Regions from separate parts of the Mus musculus genome. Here region 2 is linked to region 1. A link is a contact called in public HiChIP or PLAC-seq data. All regions are on one chromosome and are shown on one strand. The core of a region is the stretch at or near the end of the contact, and the rest is flanking DNA. Distances in the headings are between cores, read along the strand shown.

Evidence for each region. HiChIP or PLAC-seq counts read pairs in DNA pulled down with a chosen protein or histone mark.
Region 2: an HNF4G HiChIP or PLAC-seq map of pancreatic cancer cells shows a contact between it and region 1. The contact joins two enhancer-like sites. A contact is called at or near these places in 4 of 39 promoter capture datasets (the 3T3-L1 cell line, embryonic stem cells, hippocampal neurons and 1 more), 1 of 484 Hi-C or Micro-C datasets (embryonic stem cells), 5 of 115 datasets of contacts at active chromatin or transcription factors (the NIH/3T3 cell line, embryonic forebrain, embryonic hindbrain and 2 more) and 1 of 9 other capture datasets (adipose tissue).

Annotation. Positions count from the first base shown.
Region 1 is chr12:109,440,400-109,443,865 of GRCm38.p6, reverse strand. No RefSeq gene overlaps it. Among named protein-coding and RNA genes, the nearest start is that of Dlk1, 11 kb to the left of the region's middle. Within about 2 kb of position 1,810, at least 73 of the 459 cell types and tissues checked have an H3K27ac peak or open chromatin away from gene starts, as enhancers often do. A contact at or near this core is called in pancreatic cancer cells, where this site is marked.
Region 2 is chr12:110,199,299-110,203,168 of GRCm38.p6, reverse strand. No RefSeq gene overlaps it. Among named protein-coding and RNA genes, the nearest start is that of Gm40575, 3.6 kb to the left of the region's middle. Within about 2 kb of position 2,023, at least 12 of the 459 cell types and tissues checked have an H3K27ac peak or open chromatin away from gene starts, as enhancers often do. A contact at or near this core is called in pancreatic cancer cells, where this site is marked.

The DNA.
Region 1 (3,466 bases), core at 561-3,060:
CAGGCCAAGGAACAGGAAGCCAGCAAGGGCATGGGGGTCATGAGATGGGGGGGGGGAGCTGGAGGGGGTTGCTTTTCAGTGAATGTGAAGCCTCTGGCCTCTGATGAGCACTTTTTCAAGGAGTCTGGCCTCTGACAAAATACTCCGCTGCTGGCAGGGTGAGAGAGCACTGTGGAAAGTCTGATAACAAATCAAGTCGGCAACCTACCAGCCAAGACCTGGACCCAAGGCCTCTAGAACCAGCACCTAGGATCTAAAATGGACTCTACAGGCCAGCATCCACTTCTGGAGATCCGGGCCCAATCTCCCTGCTTGACAGCGAGAGTTAACAGACCCTGTGAGCTAAGAGGCAAGACTGGGGAGGTCTGTGTGAATCAGGGCCTCCCAGGCAGGGCTCAGCACAAGACAGATGGTTCATGCAAGATGGTGAGATCAGAGAGAGCTTATTAGAGAGACTATTTACAGCAAAGTGGGTGAGGTGAAAAAAAAAAAACAGACAGATGACAGCAGGCCCAGTTACCCTACAGGCCTAGGGGGTATCAGTACCTGGGCTGGAAACTCAAAGCTAGTAGAGAAGCTATGTGCTTCAGTGGAGGAAGCTCCAGCTCACAGGATCTGACCTCCATCCCAGGTGATGGCCAAGTTCACCAGGTCTAGACACAAAGGGTCAGGGGTGGAGGCTTTGCAAGTTAGAGAAGCCCACGGGACTTTCCTGGGTTTTGTGTTATTCCTAAGTGTGCATATGTGTTCACCACATAAGAGCCTGGTGCCCAAGGAGGACAGGGAAAAAAAAAAAAGGTGTTGGATCTTGAACCACCACACGGGTGCTGGGAACTGAACCAAGAACTGCAAAAGCATCAAGTGCCCTTAACGACTGTGTTCCAGTCTCCGTTTTGGCCAAGTGTCAGCCGCTCATACGACTGGCTCCTTGCCTGGTGTCCCTAAGCACCCTTCTTCAATCCTTTTCATGAAAAAACAAACAAACAAACAAACAAACAAACAAACCAAAAAAACCCAACGGGACTCCAGACACCCAGAGAGAGTGAAGGAGGCACTCCTCGTAGGTCCCCAATGTCGTAGGGACATCGATTAAGAAAATGAAAACATAGACGCTGTGTGATTGGGACTGTAGGGAGATGCAGAAAAGGAGAGGACCAACTGTGGCCACAGGGAAAAAAGCAAAAGATGGAGACAGGTAGCCAAGGGCTCCAGGATGCAGAGACTATGCACAGTTTAATGTCTAAGTGAGTGCGTGCGTGGGAGCCTAGGCCTTCACTTAACTGTAAGAGGGACCCAAGGGTGTTTGTGGGCTGAAGAGGCTGCAGGTGATGATCCAGCACCTACATGATTAATTGAATGAGGCAAATGCAGCCTGCTCCTCTGAGAGTTTCTGGCGAGTTAGGGAGACTAGGATTTGAACCGACACTTCCACGAGCTCTTTAATTGAGTCTGCAGCATTTGCAGGGGTGAGGAGGGGCTGGGGGTGGGGGGGAACGACACGGGCAGTGAGTCAATGTACCGTGAGCCCCTTCCATCTGTCCTCTGGTGCCACTGGCAAAGAGAACAGCCATGCTGCGGAGCCCAGCCTGTTGGATACTCTCTGCCACTGGCCTTGTAGTAGGCACACTTGGGCGTTAATTGTGCTTTTAACTTTCAAAGTGGTTTCGCATTGATTTTATTTACACAGAACCTGGCGTTTGTCACGCTCTGCCTCGGAGGCTAGTGAGCCACTTTGCGCACTGGGAAGTATCCAGAGCCTCTGAAAGATCTAGCTGGTGCCCGGTTCTCATCTGTATCCTGGACACACCGTTGGGGCCCAGAGAGCATTTGTTGATTTAGTGTGTAATGTGTGGGCGGAGAGCTAGGGAGAATACTCACTCTACAGGAAAGGTATATCTCTCTTGTTGTGACCATCAAAGGGGTCTTTTTGGGGCTACCAGAGAGTCTCATCTGGTAGCTACCCCTCAGTCCCTCCCATGCCAGACAGGACCCCCTTCTAGGGACTTCTCTACAGAGTCCTGTTCCTTATCCCTGGAGTGGATCTCAGTGCTAAGAAATGGGTGGCGGGTGGGTATGTGAATGTGTTTAACCCTGCCTTCACTTCAAGGTGGGGAGGGGTTCCATCTGGCCCCAGTCCAGACCTCTTTAGCACCCAGGGGTGCCGGGCCTGGTCCCAGGCTGGTGTTCAGTTCAGGCAGAACAGAGCTGGAGCAGCTGGGAGGGGCTGTTCTGTCCCCTTCCGTGGAGCTGGCAGGTTGCCTGCCAGCTGGGCTACACACAGGCCGTGGGCAGGGATTCCCCTGGGAGGAGCTGCGGCTTTCTGGTAGTTTGGGGTGCCTGTACTTCCTCGATGCCAGTATTTTTAACTTGGCCCAGTTTTTAATAAACTGTCTGTGTGGGGAGCAGTAACCGACAGTTAAGGGATTCAACTACAACACTACTCTGAGGAAAAAAAACCTCATGACTGGTTCTGAGGCCAGGGAAGGCCTGTGCTTCCTGTGGCCACTGAAGTTGCAGAGTTGGGACAGATGGGTGGCAGGGCCAGGGAGCCAGGAACTTCGTGGCCCCTGGCAGCTGTATTAGAGACTTCTATGCTTTTCTGTAGCCCAACTTCATCCCAGACCCCGCTGCATGCCCTCCAGAGGGTCCCCTCCATATGTACTTGGCTCTGCCACACATTGGGGATCTTGCAGGGACTGTCCTGTCTCTACCTATGCCCCTAAATACCACCTGCTTGCTCATGCCTTCCATCTCCTAGTCCCATAAGACCCTTGTTCTTCCCCAATGCTTCCTTCACCAAGGACCTTGGGCAGACAGTCTGTTTGTCTATCCATCCCTATCCTCCTGTCTGGGCTGACTATGAGAAGAAGCAATGCCTCTATTCTCCCCTCATCTAAGAAGAGTGTGTGTGGGGGGGGCACAACTCTTTATTGACAGATCTTCTACCATCATGGCCAGGTCTAGACAGGATCTGTCACCTCCCTGTCCTTATCCTGCCAAGGCTACAGACACAATCCTGGCTGTTCCTTAGGGAAAATGAGACTCTCTCTTTCACTGGGGAGGTTCCTAGAGTAAAGCTACAGATTGGCCCAGAGAGCAACAGTGGGTGTTTAAATACTGCTCTTCCTCAGGCAGGATTGGGTTGCCGAGAAACTGAAGGAGGTGGTCACCCTTTCCATGTGATCTGAAGGGTGCCACAACTGTCTGCCTCCCACTCCAAGGACTCCATAGCCACTTGACTTCCCATTTGTAGTCAGGCACCCCAGTACTCAGTTTCGAGGACTTTGATTGAACAGTTGTCACATATTCATTCCATGGATCTCTGAAAGAGGAGGCTAAGGCACTATATGCCCATAGCCCCTCGAAAGGGTTGGGGGAGGGTGGGCCACAGGGAGAGCCTGAAACAGAAGGACAAGGGAGTATGTTACCACTACCTGCCCAAATTGTCCTTATTACAACCATGGAA
Region 2 (3,870 bases), core at 774-3,273, 760 kb before region 1:
TTCTGCTGTAGGAGTCCTGTTTAGGATGATGGACTTTGCGTTCCCCTCATGTGACAAGGCCAGCTTGAGTTTTCTAAACACAGCGAGCCTGCATCTCCCCACTGTGTTACAAGCCCACCCGGGTTTTTGGAGCTGACATAAAAGTTCCCGTCTGCACGTGTGTTGTCTGGATTTCTTGGATTTGTTTTTCTTGCTATTACACTCCTGAAAGATTCCTAGCCTAGCAGTGTTTCTGCAGGGGCAGAGGGCTGGGGCATCAAGCCCCTCTGAGTCTTGCCTTCACTGTCCCTTCCAGACTCACCAGCTTCAAGGGTTATATATACCTGTACCTTCCTCTGAGGCCCAAGGGGCCCACTCCCATTACCGAGGCTAGACTATGTACAGGATCCTGAGCTAGCCCAACCCCATATACTGCAAAGGCACTAGCCAGGCTGAAGGGCTTTGTCTGCTGCTTCTAGCTGCAGGGATCTGTAGATAGTATTGCCTGCATCCCATGCTCTCCCTGGAAGGGGCTCTGCCTACCTGGAACCACAGCTCTGGGATGTTACAGGAATGACAGCTGAGCCTCTTGAGACTCAGAGAGAGTGGTCTGTGATTCTTTTTGATCTACAGAGGAGGGAGCCAGGATGTGGTAGCACCTTGCTTGCTCATCACATTGGCCGTACACGACAGACCCGGGGCTGCACATGCCCAGGAGTCCCGCGTGTCCTCCCGAGGGCATACCTCTTTGATCTCTGAGCTCCATGCTTATTGCTCTACTGTAGTCCCCATAGCCTCTCCAACTGTCCCTGAGACTAACAGCTTATATTCCTAGGTTCTGCACGTATCTCCCTCCTGTCCTCACATATCACCTCCTCATTTCTTCCTTGCTGTCTGGTGACAGTATCTGACTGTATGAGTTTTGCCAACTGTCTAGTTTGTACCCTCCAGGAAGATGGCAGGGTACAGGCTTGCTGGCAGAACCTGGCCTGGGCCAGCCTCATAGCAGACTCTGAACCTAGCTCCTTGAAGGAAGGGTTTGTTGATATTCCCCGAGGCTGGGTTCCATGTCTGGGCACAGGACCATTCAGCTCCCTCCTATCTCCAGGTCTTTGGCTGGTCAGCATTTCAAACGATATTGTTTCATATTAAATTATTTCAAATTCCACGGACCCTGGTTTCACAATCAAATAATTTGATCTTGTTTATAAATGGAATTTTTATGTTTTTGACAGCTTCTAGCTTTGCTAGGCTGGATGGTCAGTGGAAGTTTGTCCTCCTATGCCCTCCAGTCCATCTCTGTTACCTTCCCTGGAATATCTCGGAGTCCGGGAACTGTCCCGGAGTTGGGAGGCCAGCGAGGAGGGTGAGTGTCCTTAGGCGTCCTGTGAGGAGGTGACTTTACTAGCTAGGGATCCAGTGCCCAGGGCCTTCTTGGCTTTCCTGGCCTTTTCCATCTTCTGGCTACAAGCATGAGAAACCCCACAAATAAAGGAATTAGAAATGAAGCTTGGTACCCATCGCCCCCATGGCTTATCCTTTGGCTACAGAAGCTAAAGCGCATGTCCCTAAGCCCTGTCCCAGGTGCTTATACACTCTCTCCAGGAGTTTTCCTTTCTTCTGTCATCCCTGATCACCTTAAATGTCACCAGGGACACCCAAAGCCTTGTGGGATGAAGACCTAGATGTGAAAGACGTGACCTGTGGAGGCCTGGGTTTCGTGTGTGGACCTAGGAACTGGTGGCTGTGGGTGCTGATGTAAAGACTCCAGAACACACTGGTGGCTAAGCTGTCTATGCAGCAGGTCGAGGGGCCAGGCTGAGGAAGGCTGAGTACAGACACTGGGCTGAGGAAGAACGTTTGTTGTCGAGAAGACCATACTTGGCAGAAGTTGCCAGATCCCACCTGAAACAGATAAGAATATTAAACTAGTGTAAATATTTTAACCAATGAACTGAATCTCAGGCTCTCCCTAAGAAGTCCCCTTGCCACCTGGGAGGCTGTGCTCTCTGGACGGCCAATAAAATGGTGCATTTGTACAAGGTGCTGGCTGACTCATGCACTGGGCGAGCTGGAGCCCAGGGAGAACAGGGAGGTTGCCTTGTGCCTGAGTCTCAGAAAGGTCAATCGCTAGCTGCCTGAATGAGTCACCCCCCAAGTTTTCACAACTTGGAATCCCAAGTCCCTGGTGCAAATAATTAGGAAGTGGGGGGCCTTTAGGAGGGGGTGAGCTCATGATGGTGGAGTCCCTTGGGTGGATTAGCGCCTTTATAGAAACAAAATGTCTCTGTCTTCCTTTATCTGACAGGATCTCATGTGGCCCAGGCTGGTCTCAAACTCACTATGGAGTTAAGGACAATCTTGACCATCGGACCCTTCTTCCTCTGTCTGCAGAGAGCTGGCACTCTGCAGAATGAATCCAGGGCTTGGTGTAGGCCTGGCCAGCAGTCTATCAACAGAGCGGTATCCCCAGTACGTTCTCTCTTTCTCTGCCCCTCCCTCTCCCTCCGTGTCTTGTCTGGACAGAGAGGTCAGCCAACATGTGGCAAACCAAGTTAGTCTTTTACCAGAACCAAACAGACAGGCCCCTGGATCTTAGACTTTCAGGCTTAGACATTAAGCCTTCGGTTCAGTCTCAGACACAAGGGAAAGTCTAGATGCCCTAGTGCAAAGCCGTTAGGTAGAACGGATCCCCTAGTACTGGGAGGTGGGTCTACCTTTTGCTCTCTCCAGCCTGGCAACTGATTGGTTGAGGCCCACCTATATATCTGGGAGGGAAAACTGTTCTCTGGAGCCAATCCATTCCCATTCTAAAGTCATGCTCAGATGCCCGAACAGAACTGGCCCCCAGTAACACGCGCTCTTTATCTGGCTTCCTGGCCCTGCAGACAGAAGCAGACTTGATCGTCAGAAGACATTCTAGGAGCCTCTTGTCTTTTTCCTTCCTTGCTCTTCTTTGATATATCCCAACTACAGTCCCCCCTCCTCTTCCTCCTCCTCCTTCCTCCTCCTCTCTCCCCCACACTGATCTTCCACTCTACCTCCCCTTAGAAAAGGGCAGGCCTCCCAGAAGTATCAACTAAATGTGGCACCACACGCTTCATTAAGACCAGGCACAAACCATAACACCAAGGCTGGGTGAGGCGGTCCAGCAGGCAGAAAAGGGTCCCATGGATAGACAAGAGTCAGCCACTCCAACTGTTAGGATTCCCATAAGCTCAACACCAAGCTACTCATCCATATCACATGGACAGAGGACCTAGGCAGAATCCCACAGGCAAGGAGTCTCTTTTTAAAATATTCTCTGAGTCCCACTGGGGTGATAAGAGGCATCCTGGTCTTCTGGCTGAAAGCATGGATGACCTGGATCAGCTCCATCAGCATCCCTGCTCAGAGGGTGTCTGGATGTTTCCACAAGGCAGATTGGAACTGAACTGCTGAGAGAGCACAGTGAGGACCCTAGTTCTACAGGCTTCCCCGAGGGGTCCCCAAAGCTGGTGCTAGAGGGCGGACTCAGGAAAGCTCCAGAGAGAGTCGACTGGTAAGGTCTTAGTCAATTGCTCTAGGCTCAGGTCAGGCACTTTAGTCTGAAGAATCCTCTGGGTGTTGGATGCAGGTCAAAGCTTGCCGAAACTGTTTCCCTAGGGCACCCTGAGTTCTTCCAGAGCCTGGTGTTCCTCACTGCACCGCCATGGTCTTTGTTGGCCCATATGGACTCTCATGTCTGCTCTCATATTAAATGTTGGGACCATGCGTAGCTACAGACCTTTAGCCTCTATCTCTACAGAAGCCCTTAGCCACCAAGGGCTAAGTATCCAGACTGGAGGATGCCCAGCTGATGCGCAGGCCTCGTAGAGGCCTGAGGGAAATGGAACCTTCATTTGTGTCATG